2 separate regions of the Mus musculus genome follow, and region 2 is linked to region 1. A link is a contact called in public Hi-C data. All regions are on one chromosome and are shown on one strand. The core of a region is the stretch at or near the end of the contact, and the rest is flanking DNA. Distances in the headings are between cores, read along the strand shown.

Region 1 (3,358 bases), core at 391-2,890:
GTGCATGTCGGGTACCCAGCAAAGCAGGTGTCAGATCCCCTGGGACTGGAGTTACGGAGAATTACGTGAGCCATCGTGCGATTACTGGGAACTGAACTCAGAATCTCTAGAAGAGCAGCCAGTGCTCATAAATGTTGAGTCATCTTTCCAGCCCCAGATATCTCATTATTTAAGGACTCAGAGTCAATTTTATCATCTGTGATTTTTTAATTTTAATTAAATGTTAATTTTTAATGTATCAGCTTGCTGGACCCAAAACATTTGAGCAAATGATATTCTGGCTGTTCCTGTGAGGGTGTTTTTGGGTGAGATGAACAATGAAATCAGTGAACTTTGAGTAAAACAGATTGCCCTCCATAATGTGAAGGTCAAGGGAAACAAACCCTCGTCTTTTAAAGCCAGCAGTCGACCTTCAGCTTTGAACTCCATGTCATACCAACACTCTGGGGTTTCCAGCCTGACACCTATCCTGTAGGATACACAGTGAGGTTTTGTCTCAATAAAAGAAGGGTCAGGGGGTTGTTCAATGAACTCTGGTATAGAGCAAACTAAGCCCTGAGCTGATCTCCAGCACAGCAGAGAGAGAGACATAGACAGAGAGAAGAAGAACAAAGGAAGGGAGCGAGGGAAGGAGGGAGGGAGGGAGGGAGGGAGGGAAGAAGGAAGGAAGGAAGGAAGGAAGGAAGGAAGGAAGGAAGGAAGGAAGGAAGGAAGGAAGAAAGGAAGCCATTTATAAATTGTAAGTTTGACTCAAATTCCAATTCTACAATCAGACAAACTATTTCCTGTTTCTTAGTCTCTGTCATGTGATAGGTAATATTGGGGTCTACCTCACAAGGTTGTCATGAGGAGGACATTCAAAAGTGCCTGGTCCCTCCTGCTTGACTTCTGAATGAATATTAAAAAACTGTCAAGTGAACATATGTTGTCCTGGTCCAGCATGAAACTGGATCAATAAACATAATCTCAATAATTCCCCCAAAATATAGCTCTTCAGGCCCTGCTAGTCTCTGAGGTGCTGGGCCTATGAAGTCAGAAGGCAGGGCTGTAAAGACGGAAGGCAGAGTTGTAAAGATGAAAGACAAGGCTGTAAAGACGCGGTTGAGCTTGCCTGGCTCACAGAAACCTTTAAGCCTTGTGTGGGGTACATGTGGGTCTATGCTCACCGCGGCAGGGGGGGGGACGGGGGGACTGGGGGGGTATTGAAGATAATTTTCTATGGAAACTGAAACAAGCTTTCTCTTCACCAGGACCTTCTCCAAGCTTCCAGGCTTCCAGGCTTCAGTCATGGGCCCTAGAGCTAACAGAGAGCTGGTTTCTGTACAATACTTCTGAGCTCCCAGCAAGCCTGGGTGAAAAATAAACTGGGCAGTGGAAGGTGCTGGTCTCCAATCAGCGATCTTCCCTGGTGGTCCCTGTTCCTTTTCCTGTCACTCATATGCCTTGCTGTGTGTGCTCATTTCTCCCTGTCACTAAGAGTTTTGGACGTAGGACTGTTGTGTTGAATGTTTGTTTACTTCCAAAGAAAAGAGACTCCTATACCAGGTTGGCATCAATATTTCCACAACTTCTACTTGCCCACATCTCAGAAAAGGTGGTTCACTCACAAGTACCTGTCTTATCAAAAGCAAACAGCAGAGGGCAGTATGGGTGCTCCTTTCTGGGACACAGTTCACTAGAGCCACAGTTGAGCGATGGGTTTTCTCTGGTTGCTTCAGAGAAATAAAGGAGGAAGACTCGCGAATGTGCCCATTTTCTGTTGTTGCACTGTATGCCTTGAAAAGACACCCCCTCCCCCCCATAGCTAATAGCTATGTAGGTCAGAAGTTCAGGGCTTGCACAATTGCATTCAGTGAGCATGCGTGGGTGTGGCTGCCTGGAAGGAGTGACCCAGGAAACTGTCATTCCACAGGGAACCGTAGGCATGGCTAGCCAACTCAACGGTGCCAGCTACTTCAGTCAAGAAAAACAAAAGGACGGGGTCCAAGTGCTACTGAAGACTGTAGGAGATCAGCTAAATTGGGGGTTTGCTGTGTTTACAAACTCTCCCCCAAGAGTTCCAGAAATGTGAGCTGAGAGAAAATTTTATTTGCTAGAGAACACAACTAAATGATAGCATGTGCCAGGTTCTGAGTTCAACACCCAACCCACTATGAGAAGAAAAAAAGGGGAAAGAGGAGGAAAGGAAGGGAAAGGGGAGGGAAGGGGAGGGAGGAGAAGGGAAGAAGGGAAGGAAGGAGAGAGAGAAGAGGAGGCAATTTAATTTTCTGTGACAAAATAGTATTGTCACACAGTGCGAAAGAGCGTTGGATTCATCAGTGTAGTTTTATTTCCTGATAATGATTAAGCAAAACAAAAACTTGTGACACTAGAATGTCTCTACTCTGTCCTGGACCCCTCAAGGCTACTCTTTCTTGTCCTGCCTAAGGTACTCTTGTAGGAAATGAACACCGTGGAACTTGAGAGCATCAAAGGCAGCCGCCCCTCCTCTGCCTTCAACTAAAGCAATCCACTTAAGCAAAACTGGACTTAGTGGCTCTATTCCAGTCTATTCCAGCATACAGCCTGAGACCCGTGCAGCCCATCTGCCTCTTCTTAGTCTCTAGCATGTTATATTTTGTTTTAAAGAGTAGAGGCAGCTGAAGGTAGGTCCGTGCTCCCTCATCATGGGGGACCTTTCTGACCACTTGTTTAAGGAGTCTGGAAGCCATACTCCTCTCCTGTCTGGTATTTAAGACTGTGGTTCTGAAGGTCCCAGTTGGGGAAGGAGTATGCTTACTGTATGCTTGGCTCCAGGATGTCAGAAGAATCCACGCATCTCTCCTGACTCATTGGGACCCAAGGTGCCAAGCAGCCACATGGAGAGCAGCTTGTAAATGGGTCCCTCGGAGAAAAGGAAGAGAGGATTCTCTTTCCACCCTTCTTGGTGACAGTCCCACTTACAGGACATGGCTGTTAATCTTCCATAGGAAGTAGATGCTAATTCGGGCAGAGAGTGAAGAAGATATTACAGTGAAAAAAAAATAACCTACTAGAAACTTTGTGGGGAAAGGCTTATTACTTTTGGGTAACTCTGAAACATTTCGTTGCCTGCTTGCTTCTGTGCCACCAGCTGGCTTCCCATGGACCATAAACCCTCCAGGCACATTTAGTGTAAAACTGGTATACGTCTTCACTCATTCACTCTGGTGGCCACAACTGGGACATGACTCCATAAAAAGAGGAAGAGTCCCAGGGCAGCCACCAAGTCACTCACTGATAGCTACCCATTACTTCCTCTCCGTGGATTGTGGCTGCACCCCTTACCTTCCTATCAGACCTGACTTTTTTTCTGTCTCGCCTTTATCTCTGTGTTTCC
Region 2 (3,358 bases), core at 542-3,041, 80 kb after region 1:
AGCGCACTGGGAGGCTGAGTGCTGAGTGCGCGGCAGATGCTTTAGGATAGGGCTAAGCTTGCGATTGTCTTCAGAGTGCCATGGCTATCAGCTTGGTGTTGGGCCCATTTTGCTTTCAGCTCTTGTATTTGTTCATGAAAATCCGAGCACTACCACTGATAAGTGCTTGGTAGTTCAGGCCTGTCCCCGAGGGTTGTGCCGCAGAGGCAAACACAGACAGTAAGAGTGTGACAGTTCTGGGAATCACGGGGCCGGGGGGCTGGGTAACTGTGGGAAGTCTCCAGTTGCTTGCTCACATGTCCGTCCGGTGTGAACCCGAGCTCTGCTCTGGCCTTGGTCCCCCACCCTCAGCAGAGTCAGTGTGGTGTGTTCAGATGTCTTGTCACATCATGGAAGAACAATCTTGTGTGTCGTCAGGGGGTCGGACAAGTCCAGCCACTCAAAGCCCTGTCATTCTCAGTGTCCTTGATCTGCAGACACGGCTCTATAAATCTCTGGAACAAGTTTTCCCAACTTAGCTGTAGGTCTGCAGTAAAATAAAGCCCACTTGTCCGCTTCATCTTCTCCAGATTCTTGCTGCATTTGTGGTGATTAAGGTGACAGCCTCAAGAGGCACAGTCGTAAGCTGTCAATTCGTTCATCATCTCATACAGCGAGCCTGATTCATTCATTCAGTGAGTAGACACTGAGCATTTTCATGTGCTAGAAACTGTTTTACATTCTTGGGATATAACACAGAATACCTAGGTGATCTTCCAGACTACAAAGATCTATGACTAGGTAAGATACCGTAATTTAGCTAACAAAGATGTTCACTGTATGGAGAGAAGCGAGGTATGAAAGAGGGTGAGCGTCGACCATAGTGTGTGTGTATGTGTGTGTGAGTGTGTTCATGAAAAGCCTCCCTGAAATGAAGAGACAAACTAGGTTGATAGCCAGGAAAGGAAGGATAGTAAGTCAAAACGGAAGAGACAGAGCTGCGTTTGAGAGGGAGAAAGGGCAGTCAGAACGCCAGAGTGGCTGGGCAGCTTGAGGTCAGAGGTAGTGGGTACCAGGGACCTAGGATGCTTTACATCGTATAAAAACTTCATCTTTTCACGGCTGGAGAGATGTCTCAGTGGTTGGGAGCTATGACTGCTTTCAGAGGACCCACACTGGGTGTCTCACAACCCCTCTAACTCTGGCTCCAAGGGATCTAAGGCTGTCTTCTAGCTTTCACAGGTACCTGCGTGAACCTGGTACACACACATAGGAAAATAAATATTTTTTTAAAGAATGAAATTTTAATGTGTTTGAATTTGTAATGACTACGGACCTTTTTATATTCTATCTCATTCTCTACGCTATCTATCTATCTGTCTGTCTGTCTATCTATCTATCTATCTATCTATCTATCTATCTATCTATCTATCATCTATCTTTCTATCCACCTACCTACCTATCAGATATCAGAGTACCCTATAGTAAGCAGAAGATGGCATCAGTTCAAATTGTTTCTATGAGGGATTCAAATGTTTCTGCTACCATACTATGTAGGGAAGCCTAGAATAACTCCATATGTGCAGACTCAGGCACTGGAAACAATAGGGTTGATGGGAAAAGAGAGTTAGGGTAGGACACTAAACCAAGAAAGCTTAAAGAAAGTCCAGTAATTGCTAAAAGTACGAATGAATAAACAGCTGTCTAGAGTTATGCCTGTTGTTTATCTAGGCTCACACTGGGGAAGGTCTGTGTCATCTCATGTTATGGAATCCTGTGTCCTTTGAGAAGGAAGTCTTGCTTCTGATACATCATTTCATAAGAGGCAAAGGGCTGGTCTAGTGTACAGCCTGATTAGTTCAGACAGAGAGGAAGGCCTGGGCATCTCCTTCTGCATCTGCAGCCCACATTGAAAAGAAGTCAGTGTTCTGAAGCCACTGAGTTGGTCACCACATAAGCTCCGGGAAGTCATTTCTGTAGATCTCCAGCCATCCTCCCACCCAAGGTTGTCTTCTGTTGCCAATGCTTTCTCTTTAATAATAGTGAAAAAAACTTACCTCTGCTTGAACACATCAGCATGCTGGGAAAAATCTCCTGGGAGCCAGTGTGACCTTAGGACATAATGCTGACTGATGCCAGTTGGGTATGAGGCCGGAAACACTGTAGAGTCGACTGTACTGCTGCCCTCGTTGTTTCTTAGGTCTGACCTGCAGCTAGGATCAGCTTCTTTGCGATTCTTGTTCAAATAGATACTCAGGGATTGCAGATATGGTTCAGTTGTAACATACTGGTCTAGCAAACATGCAGACCTGGGGTTTTATTCCTAATACTGCACGTGAAGATATGTGGACATTTAGCAAGAAATACCATAACATTAGTTTAATAGTGTGAAGAGAGGTATAATAGTGTATATTTTTAAATCTAGCACTTGGGAGGCTGAGGCAGAACTGCAGGTTCAAGGCTAGCCTGGGCTATTTAGACTTCAAGGTTATTCTGGGTCATTAATGACTTGATATCTCAAAAACAAAAATAAAAATAAAACAAATGTGGAAAAAAAGCCCAACATCTGTTTTAAAAGCAATTTTAAAAAAATCACACATATACAAATAGTGTTGCGTTGGGGATGAAAATGGCTCAACTGTTTGGAGCACTGGCTGCTCTTTCAGAGGACATTTTAATTCCCAGCATTCACAATGGCAGCTTATAACTATCTGGAGTGCCAGTCCTTAGAATCTCATGCTCTCTGTTGGTCTCTACAGGCAGTGCACACACATGGTACACAGACAGTCTCTCAAACACGCATACACATAACATTAAATAAAATGTCAAAAAACCTTAACGTATTTAAATAAAACCCATTGCTACATCTTTAACAAGACTCACTTGTTAGGTAACTTAATGTCTTTGACAGTGAGGACTTAGTTTACGTTAGACATTTATACTGAGATTATTATCACCATTAACATTGTTCTAGAAGATTAATTAGTGCAGTAAGCCATAAAGCCAAAAACAAGAAGAATGACTGTAAGCGGTGAGTTAGGAAACAAAATCAACTACATTTATTAATAAGTTCTGTGGAACACAGTAGTCTGCATGTGTAGTTAAGTAAGAAGTTGTTTATTAAAGGAGTCATTGTGAATCAACAAACCATTTATTAGTTATTAGATTTAGTTAAAAGCTTTGGATAACTTAAAATGTGAATCACAGTAAATCCTAAGAAATAGATAGCAGGTAGAGACAATTTCAAATAGTCAAGGGACTTAAAAGCAGCGAGGGAAAGAAAATCTGAAGTCAGCCTGACTTGACTATGCAGAACTTTATTTTTACATAACAAATGGGATGGTAAAGTGAGTCACTGCATGTGATCCTGTTGGGATTT

What was found. Hi-C and Micro-C count contacts between places; a contact is called where the count stands out from the background.
Region 2: a contact with region 1 is called in a Hi-C map of bone marrow-derived macrophages, with 1.9 times the contacts expected there. The contact joins two enhancer-like sites. A contact is called at or near these places in 3 of 15 datasets of contacts at CTCF or cohesin (the G1E-ER4 cell line, the NIH/3T3 cell line and pro-B cells), 59 of 484 Hi-C or Micro-C datasets (3T3-L1-derived adipocytes, the AML12 cell line, B cells and 37 more) and 8 of 115 datasets of contacts at active chromatin or transcription factors (Th17 cells, bone marrow-derived dendritic cells, bone marrow-derived macrophages and 4 more).

What each region holds. Positions count from the first base shown.
Region 1 is chr4:53,383,206-53,386,563 of GRCm38.p6, forward strand. All of the region lies in intron 2 of Gm12496 (a long non-coding RNA gene), which reads right to left. Among named protein-coding and RNA genes, the nearest start is that of Gm12496, 19 kb to the right of the region's middle. Within about 2 kb of position 1,641, at least 72 of the 459 cell types and tissues checked have an H3K27ac peak or open chromatin away from gene starts, as enhancers often do. A contact at or near this core is called in 3T3-L1-derived adipocytes, beige adipocytes, bone marrow-derived macrophages and 1 more, where this site is marked.
Region 2 is chr4:53,462,715-53,466,072 of GRCm38.p6, forward strand. All of the region lies in intron 1 of Slc44a1 (solute carrier family 44, member 1), which reads left to right. Among named protein-coding and RNA genes, the nearest start is that of Slc44a1, 24 kb to the left of the region's middle. Within about 2 kb of position 1,792, at least 9 of the 459 cell types and tissues checked have an H3K27ac peak or open chromatin away from gene starts, as enhancers often do. A contact at or near this core is called in 3T3-L1-derived adipocytes, beige adipocytes, bone marrow-derived macrophages and 1 more, where this site is marked.